2 separate regions of the Anas platyrhynchos genome follow, and region 1 is linked to region 2. A link is a contact called in public Hi-C data. All regions are on one chromosome and are shown on one strand. The core of a region is the stretch at or near the end of the contact, and the rest is flanking DNA. Distances in the headings are between cores, read along the strand shown.

Evidence for each region. Hi-C and Micro-C count contacts between places; a contact is called where the count stands out from the background.
Region 1: a Hi-C map of skeletal muscle shows a contact between it and region 2, with 2.7 times the contacts expected there. The contact joins two enhancer-like sites. A contact is called at or near these places in 2 of 8 Hi-C or Micro-C datasets (liver and skeletal muscle).

What each region holds. Positions count from the first base shown.
Region 1 is chr22:6,820,507-6,825,124 of IASCAAS_PekinDuck_T2T, forward strand. UBR4 (ubiquitin protein ligase E3 component n-recognin 4) reads left to right here. Exons shown (of 106, transcript XM_072026892.1): 68 at 1-165; 69 at 1,108-1,276; 70 at 1,894-2,038; 71 at 2,707-2,792; 72 at 3,295-3,382; 73 at 3,505-3,698. Among named protein-coding and RNA genes, the nearest start is that of IFFO2, 39 kb to the right of the region's middle. Within about 2 kb of position 2,560, at least 2 of the 8 cell types and tissues checked have an H3K27ac peak or open chromatin away from gene starts, as enhancers often do.
Region 2 is chr22:6,781,522-6,786,111 of IASCAAS_PekinDuck_T2T, forward strand. UBR4 (ubiquitin protein ligase E3 component n-recognin 4) reads left to right here. Exons shown (of 106, transcript XM_072026892.1): 7 at 1-2; 8 at 167-291; 9 at 990-1,114; 10 at 1,384-1,443; 11 at 1,558-1,748; 12 at 1,977-2,076; 13 at 2,169-2,306; 14 at 2,806-2,923; 15 at 3,346-3,533; 16 at 4,068-4,227; 17 at 4,357-4,442. Among named protein-coding and RNA genes, the nearest start is that of UBR4, 9.4 kb to the left of the region's middle. Within about 2 kb of position 1,635, at least 1 of the 8 cell types and tissues checked has an H3K27ac peak or open chromatin away from gene starts, as enhancers often do.

The DNA of each region.
Region 1 (4,618 bases), core at 1,310-3,809, 40 kb after region 2:
GTGCTCTGTGTGGCAGTAAAGTACTGTCCATGGCTTCATCCTCCGGATCATCAAGCACCTCTTCCACCTCTGCTCCTGCAGCATCAGGCTCTGGGCAGACATCCACACAGAGCAAATCCTCCACGAAAAAGAGCAAAAAGGAAGAAAAGGAAAAGGAGCGAGAGGGTGAGCTGCAGCTGTGCCCTGTTCCGTGGTTCTTTCAGGGATGAAGTTTGCTCCTCTTAGCTTTTTGTACTTCTGTTTAGAAAGAACTGCTTGTTTCTCATTGTGATAAATAGTACTGTTGTGAAGGAGGCATGGATCTTGGCAAGGGCACTTGCAAACTTTAGCTACATCTAGGAGAGTGGTTTTATTGTGCGTAGTAAAGGGGTCAAAGATGAAGTAGTATGCCGTAAGAGTTGGGACTGAAATTAAGTGTTGGGTATACCCCAAACCCACTGTGAGTATTTATTAACTTGAGTGGGCTTTAAATTGTCTAATGGAAGTTGCCTGTACCAGTGACCGAGTAGCTTCCACCTAAATTGCTTGTCCTGGGTTGTAGGAGATTGAAATGCTCATGGAAATTAAACACTGTTGATGAACACCTAATTAGCTCTGCTCTTCAATGGTTATGTTCAGACTTGTTTCCTCTGTCTGACTTGTAAGCTATGTTGGAGCCAAGGCTGCTTCTTAATGGATGTCCAAAGTCTTGGGAAAGTAATTAAGCTTTCCTGTAAAAGTCATGGGCATAAATTCCCTCCTGGCTTTTCTTCAGGAAACTATTTTGGCTTTCTCTGACAGACGATTCTTTGTGACTGTTTTCACTGCCCTATTATTTCTGCTTCTCTTTTTTATCAGGATGTGTAGTACATTTCTCACATCCTTACTGGCAAGTATTCTGGGAGTTTTCTTTTGTATTAGTCAGAAGCTTTAGCTTATATTTAAAAAAATAATCATAAAAAAGAGGAATATTGAACTTGCTTGTTGACTTAACCACAGTCATTTGCCTCCATTATCTGTAAGATCCATTATTCTTTATGATCTATAGAATAGGAAACTGGCTAGCCTGTGAGGTACTCCATTCATCTGCTTTCTTAAGTCTGTATCGTGCTACCTGGTGTCTCCTAGGTGAGAGTTCAGGCAGTCAGGAAGATCAGCTGTGTACAGCTCTGGTGAACCAGCTGAACAAGTTTGCTGATAAGGAGACCCTCATTCAGTTCCTGCGTTGCTTCTTGCTGGAGTCCAACTCATCCTCTGTGAGATGGCAGGCCCACTGTCTCGCACTCCACATCTACAGGTGAGCTGGGAGGGAGCCTTTCTGAGCAATTTCAACTCAGTTCTGGAAAGATGAAAAAGCTCTGTCCTCGTGGAAGAGTTAATGTTTGAGGCTCTGTCCTGAATGCTTCTGAGACTTGCAAATAATGACATCACCTTGAGTTGCTCACACTATTCTGCAGTTGTTGGGACTGGAGATTTAAGTTGTGACTTACACATTTCTGATCAACTTGAGTTATCATCTGCAACAAGCATTTTATTTCTGCCTTCAGAATCTGGCTCCTGACATCTACAGGAGTAGGTGTTTGTGGGAGGGTGAATTTGTGAATCAAATACAGGCATATGCAATTAAAAAGGTGGGAGTTATATATGCAAAAGCAGATAGCAGGATGCTGAACTACTTCAAGAGTCTATTGAGTTGCTGCAAGACCTCTGTTTTTATTTCAGAGTGTGCTGGAATACTGCTGTTGGCAAGAAGAGTTGAGATTTGACTCTGAAGTCTCATGTATAGCAAGATAATAGTTACAATGTTTAGTGATCTGATGTATTTTCCATCCCCTATATAGTTATCTTGTCAATACAGCTGTTGTCAAAATTGCTATCTCAACAAGCCTAATTGATCTGTAATATATCCAACAGGAACTCTAACAAGTCTCAGCAAGAATTACTGCTGGATCTCATGTGGTCAATCTGGCCAGAACTTCCAGCCTATGGAAGAAAGGCTGCCCAGTTTGTAGATCTCCTGGGATACTTCTCTCTGAAAACACAGCAGACTGAGAAAAAGGTACAGTGCCTTTCTGAAAAGGTACATCATCCAAGGCCCAGCCAGTTATGAATTTTGTTAGTACTTGTTTAAAAGGTACGGCTGGGACAGATTTTCTGTCAAAACAGCTTCTGGTAGAAATGTTTTCATTCCCAAAATTTGAATGTTAAAAAAGGTAGACTCCCTAAAAAAAATTGGGGACTGGAGATTTTTTTTATCTTGCTTTGTTGTGTTGTGGTTTTTATTTTTATTTTATCTAGAAGAAAACTTTTCCTCGGGAAATCTGCTGGTTCCAATTTATAGATTTTTTTTTTCAGTTCTTAGAAATTTTGTAACCGTGACTTTTGAACAAAGGAAGTGGTAGGATTTCTTAGGGGACCAGTGGGCTGAGAACAAATAATTTAGATGCACTGATACTTGCATATGTATTTTTAAAGAGCTGGGAATACCCTAGGAATCTTGGCAGGCATTTGCAGTCATTGGCTTTGACAAATAGCACTGTTATTGTGGTAAAGGTCTAATTTTAGGATCTGTTACGTTTCTGGTTAATGACTTAACCACACAAATTCCTGTGGGTATAGTGCGTGCATCTTCTGGGGGACCTAGCATGCCATAAGATGAGTAATCTTTGTCTTTGTAGCAATTAAAAAAAAATGCTGAGAAAACAGTATTTCCTAATTGTATTTCAGTTGAAGGAATACTCCCAAAAGGCTGTGGAGATCCTACGGACTCAAAACCACATTCTTACTAACCACCCTAACTCCAACATTTACAAGTGAGTTTCTTCTTTCTTTGATCCATTTCACTAAAGGAGCTTTGCAGCAGAGAAGCTGCGATCCACAGGGGAATACACAATTCTTCTAATGAAATTGTGGTGGAGGAAGGACCCCCGCTGAGATTATATACTTGCTTCAGCTGGTCTTGAGAGAATAGCAGGCTTTTTTCTGCCATTAAAAAAAAATGAATTGCATGTGTGATTGGCAGTAGGTTTTTTTTTTTCAGTTTTTTTTTTTTTTTTTAAGGCAGTAGCTTTAGGATTTTTCTGCTCTTCTGTTTGGTAAACGTTATAAAATAGTAGGAACAGTTGGAGAATAATAGTTTTGCAGAATGATGTTTTGTGTTCTTGGTCATATCTTGACTGTTAATAATTTTACTGAAATGCTGCCTATGCTGGCAATTATAGCTAAACTAAACTCTTCGGATTACCTGAATGGCTCATGCATAAAACAAAGTGAATACCAAAAGTCTGTAAGTTAGTTTTCTTCCCTTCATTCCAGCACGCTCTCTGGGCTGGTGGAATTTGATGGGTATTACCTGGAGAGTGATCCTTGCCTTGTCTGCAACAATCCAGAAGTGCCCTTCTGTGTAAGTACCTGTTGTTCTTACCCCCTTTCCAATTAATTATAGGGATCCCAACCTTTTACAGCAGCGTGATTTGCTGTTTGTGTATTGTTGGAATGTGATCATATTGGTTTTTGTCTTCTCAGTATATTAAGCTTTCCTCCATTAAAGTGGACACGCGGTATACTACCACTCAGCAAGTGGTGAAGCTGATCGGCAGCCACACCATCAGCAAAGTGACAGCGAAGATAGGAGACTTGAAACGCACCAAAATGGTCCGAACCATCAACCTCTATTACAACAACAGGACAGTGCAAGCTATAGTGGAGCTGAAAAACAAGTATGTTCATCCATGTTTTTTGTGTGCAAGCCCCTTTATTTGATGTTACGATTTCTGGTGAGGTGAATAGGTTGGATTTGTATTGGCCATTCTGCATGGTTTGTTTCATCTTCCTGGCTCGTTTTAGGTAATAATTCCTTCTTAGACTGTTACTTATCACTGTATGTCCATGCTGAGTGGGATTGTTCTGAATCTCCTACAGGAATTTGTTGAAGAAAAGATCCAAATGTCACCTAGAGCTTGAAATATGCCTGTTAAATGTCTGTACACAAATTTTGTACAAGCTTAGTTTTAAGCACTTAGCTTAATTGTTTGGAAACTAATATTAATACCAGTAGCACCTTCTGGGGAGTTTCACTGAGAAATGAATTTGGACCTTGCAATGCATCCAGCAATGCTGAAAGTGTTAACATTACTTGCTTGAAACCATATAGTAGAGCTAAAATTAGGAGTCAGATAACCTAGCTCTCGACTGCTGCTTTACCCAGGAAAAATGCTCCTTTTTAATATATTGCTCAGTCTGGAGCCAGTTCTGCTTATATGCTTTCCCTTCTTACTTCTTGAGATGTTCTCACCAGAATCAGATCTCTTTGGCTTAGGGATTAATCTGTGCCTGCTGCTTATTGCTTATTTGAAGTCTTAATCCTCTGTGACATCACAAGTGGCTGCTGTGGAGAGGATTATGATGTCACAAAGAGAGGATTCTGACTTCAGGTTGAGAATAAGCAGTGGGAGCAGATGAGATCTTAAGAAATAAATATCCTGTTTTCATGCAAATGTCTTTACTAATAAAAAAAAACGGAGGTGAAAATCCCTAGAAAATGTCTGTAGAATTAAAGTTTTTCCATGAGGCATCAACAGCTCTTTAATCCTAAACAGTCTCTCTCTATGAAGAGGATAAAGGCTTAAAATGTATTTCT
Region 2 (4,590 bases), core at 385-2,884:
GGGTAAGACTGTGTTGTCACTTTTCTTTGGTATGTGCTGAGTACACCATACGAGAGAAAATAAATTTACTAGCTATGCTGTATCTATTATTGTGTTGTTCCTATGGACGTGTGATGTGTGCATTGCATATTGCATTGTTGAATCTTAACCTGTGTCGTTTCTGTAGATTTCACTCACTGGTAATAGATGTGACCATGGCACTGGATACTCTGTCTCTGCCTGTGTTGGAGCCCCTGACACCCACGCGGCTCCAAGATGTGACTGTTCTTGCTCTCAGCTGTCTCTATGCAGGTGAATAGATTTTTTTAATATTTTTTTTAAGAGCTTAAAGTCGCTTTTGCTTCTGCTCTGGTTTGTTACCTACATGTCTGAGGCTCAGCCCACCTTTATTTCTCACAGACCTGAAATTTATGCACCATGCTGCATAGTGTGGGGACTGGGTAATGTGAACATTGTTCTAGTGGTACTGCAGTTCAAATTTGTTCTGCAAATGCTCTTGTCAGTTTCTGAGAGACTCTGTGACTCTACACATTCTTAATTGCCTGTAATTTCTGTTCTCTTATGTTGAGAGTGTAATACATTTTTGTGATTCTTATTCCTTCAGCCTAATTGGTTATATCCCCAAATCATCCTTGTTTCCCTGGAGTGGTTTTAAATACTCCAGAATCCTGAGGGCTTATATTGGTATGGGTAAGATTTTAAAGAGTTGGTAATTGAGTAAGAAGGTTGCCTTACAAATGGAATTGAATTACGTGGTAAAATATTTCCTCCTTTACTTGTTTTCACACGCTTACTTCTGTAGGACAAAACCTTGCTGTTTCAGGTGTACTTCAGAAAGATTTTTTTTAATCTCTCAGCTGCAAGAATATATATTCGCAGCTCTCCTGAGTTCATGTGCATGTTTAATACTGCTTGTTTTTGTGTACTAAATGGGAACGTTGAGTCCCAAGAATGGCTCCTAGGAAGACTGTGACCTTGTTTTCGATCAGGTGTGAGTGTGGCAACTTGCATGGCCATCCTACATGTGGGTAGCACTCAGCAGGTTCGGACTGGGTCAACAAGTTCTAAAGAAGAAGATTATGAAAATGATGCTGCTACTATTGTACAGAAATGTGTAAGTAGATGGGAAAGTGTGTGTGTATGTATTGTTTTCGTTCTCGGCAAGTGAAGTGTGTAGAATTTGTATTTATTTCCATTGCAGTACATGTCTGTTATTTCTAGGCACTAGTCTGGCGGATCAAGTAATTGGGTGGCTAATTGTGGAGGGGAAAAAACAGTTATGTCTGGAGTTTTAAAAGTGTGGTTTAGTGTGGTTTAAAAGGTGGTTTGGTTATTGCCCAATCAAGTGCTTAAACATTACTGTGGTTTGGGATTTATTTGCAGCTTGAAATCTATGAAATGATTGGACAAGCCATCAGCAATTCACGCCGTGCAGGGGGTGAGGTAAGATCTGTCTCTCTTCAGAAAGCTTTCTCACTGTTTTTGTGCTGATGTATTTTGGCATTTGGACTTAACACGATTCTGTCTTTTTTTTTGCCTCCACTTTTTGGGTGATAGCATTATCAGAACTTCCAGCTGCTTGGGGCTTGGTGTTTGCTAAACAGTCTCTTCCTCATCTTGAACCTCAGCCCCACGGCCTTGGCTGATAAGGGGAAGGAGAAAGATCCATTGGCTGCTCTTCGCGTCAGAGACATTATTGCTCGTACGAAAGAGGGCGTTGGGTCTCCCAAACTAGGACCTGGGAAAGGGTATGTAAATACCCCACTGAAGTAATCATTGTCCATGTATCTAACCATGTCCAGCAGGCAACTACTATGGAGTCCTGTTGGTCTCCCCATTGGAAATTCAAGTCTTGATTCTTGAAAAATAGTAGTCATCTCTTCTTTCTTGGTTTATCAAAGCAGTTCCTGTCACTTCACTCAATCTTTTTTATTTTTTTCCCCTAAAATTACATTGTATCTTTTATTTTTCTGTAGACATCAAGGGTTTGGTGTTCTGTCAGTGGTGCTAGCAAATCATGCCATCAAATTGCTGTCATCTCTCTTTCAAGATTTGCAAGTGGAGGCATTACACAAGGTGTGTAGGTAGTGTGTGCAGTTCTTGTGAAAGGTTCTTTGCCTTTTCCACCGAAACACACTTCAAATTCTCGTTTCATTGTTGTCCTACAGGGTTGGGAGAGTGATGGTCCACCAGCAGTGCTGGATATCATGGCTCAAAGCACATCAATACAGAGAATCCAGAGGCTGATAGATTCTGTACCTCTCACTAATTTGTTGTTGACTTTGCTATCTACATCCTACAGAAAGGTAGGAATGGGCATACAGCTGGGAAAGTTCTGTAGCTCAGCCACTCCTACTGAGTATCATCTGCATGCAAAATTATCTCTTTATAAACTATGCATATGCAAAGAAGTAGTTAGAATTCTTCTGTTAGAAGCTGTCAGTTGGGGCCTCTCTCTTTTCAGAGATGTAAATTTGACAAACTTGTTCTAACAAATATTTTTTTGTAAGCACGGTGGTATTTATAAATTTAGCAAGAAGATGAAAAAACTGTATTCAAAACAGGTGCTTTCATGTTAAAGCTGGTACTCAAAGTGTTACAAGGGTGGCACAGATTTATTTTTAAAAGTCAGAATTTTTATAAATTTTGATATCTAACTTAAGGTAGAGGAGTTGATAAGAACTGTTAATTTATTAACTGAATAGAATTTACTAGAAGAAAAATAGAGTAATTTAGAAAGATTCTCTTGTTTTCAAATTCTTGTCTTCCATAATCCTAAAATTTAATTTATTCTGGTGTTCTAAGGCTTGTGTCTTGCAGCGTCAGAGGAAGGGCTCCATGAGCAGTGATGCAAGTGCCTCTACTGATTCAAATACTTACTATGAAGATGATTTTAGCAGCACTGAGGAGGACAGCAGCCAAGGTAACAGAATTTGCGGCGAGTAACTTAAGTCAGAATTTTGTGCTGTCTTAAAGACGTAGTGGAAACCTGGATACTGTGCTTTTGTCTTCTTGGACTGGAATGATATGTAATGCTAAAAATATGAAACTGTAAGATCTGTTGGCAGAAGTAATGCTGACTGTACTCTCTTCTGTAAACTTAAGCCAGAGTGGCTGGAATTTGGCACAGTTTGCTTCTTAGGAGAGTAGAAATTATTTCTTCTTGTAAATTCCTGCTGGACTGCCATAAAACTGCTGAGCCCTGTGATTGGAAGGGAGAAATGAAAATTGCAAATCCCTTAACTCTGCTCACAGAAACTCTTTAGTCCTTTTCTATGCTAGGTAGTTTGCATAAGGCAATTGCTTACTATACTGTGCTTTTGTTTTTCTTGCCTCCTGTGTTAGATGATGATAGTGAACCAATCCTGGGGCAATGGTTTGAAGAGACAATCTCTCCAAGCAAAGAGAAAGTGGCCCCACCACCACCCCCTCCACCACCACCTTTAGAGAGCTCTCCTAGAGTCAAAAGCCCTAACAAACAGACTGCAGGAGAGAATGGGAACATCTTGGCCAGCCGCAAAGATCCAGAATTGGTATGGGAGCATAATAAATAACAGATGTGCTGCAGCATCATTTACTTGACAGTGGCTAGCTGTGTTGACAAGTAGCATGGTAAATGTCACTGATGGAGAATCAGTGACTGTCTAGGCTTTGAGGACAAGAGTTTGCTTTACTATTCTATTTGTTATTGCTACAGAAGCAAAGACTGAAGGTATCAGTTTGGGTTACAGAGGGAGAGGCAAAATGAGGGCAGAACTATAAGTGAACTAATTTTCTGGTAGAATGCTGTGAGCTCCAGCTCCATTGGATAAAGATAAAAATAAATACTTCAGTAAAGAAGTTAGAGACTTGCAGATTTTTCAGAGAATTATAAAATCAGTCCTGATAAGGAGCACAAAGTGCAGTGAGTTGCATTGCACTAAGTAAACTAAACCTGCACACCACTAACTGGGGTGTTGTTAGGGAGCTCAATTTATTTTACTGATGGTTTTGGCTTTTTTAATGTTTTCTCATACTCCCTCAGATTTTTTTCTGTTTCTACAGTAAATTTTTCTTTTTCTTTTCAGTTTTTGAGCCTAGCTTCAAACATTTTGAACTTCATCACTTCTTCTATGCTGAACTCCAGGAATAACTTCATTCGCAACTACCTGAGTGTCTCTCTTTCGGAGCAGCACATGGCAACATTGGCTAGCATCATCAAAGAAGTGGATAAGGATGGGCTTAAGGGTGAGTGAGCGGAACTTCTCTGTTAGAGAGTACAAACAGTAGGATTTATAGAATATTTTCTTAGTTCCATGTGGAAATCTTAAATATAGGAGAGCAATAATGTTAAGTGGCTCAATCCCTGTATTATAGGCACATCAGATGAAGAGTTTGCTGCTGCACTGTATCACTTCAACCACTCCTTAGTGACCTCAGATCTTCAGTCCCCTGCCTTGCAGGTAAGTCTGTTATGAACGTGTAAGTGAAATAAAGAAGTGTTGGTGTCAGTTAATGCTACTATGTGGATTCTCTGTACCTAGAGTAGTGTGTTGTGATTCCATTTGGCCCCAGAGTATATTCTTTTGCAAACAGAGCTTAAAATATTTT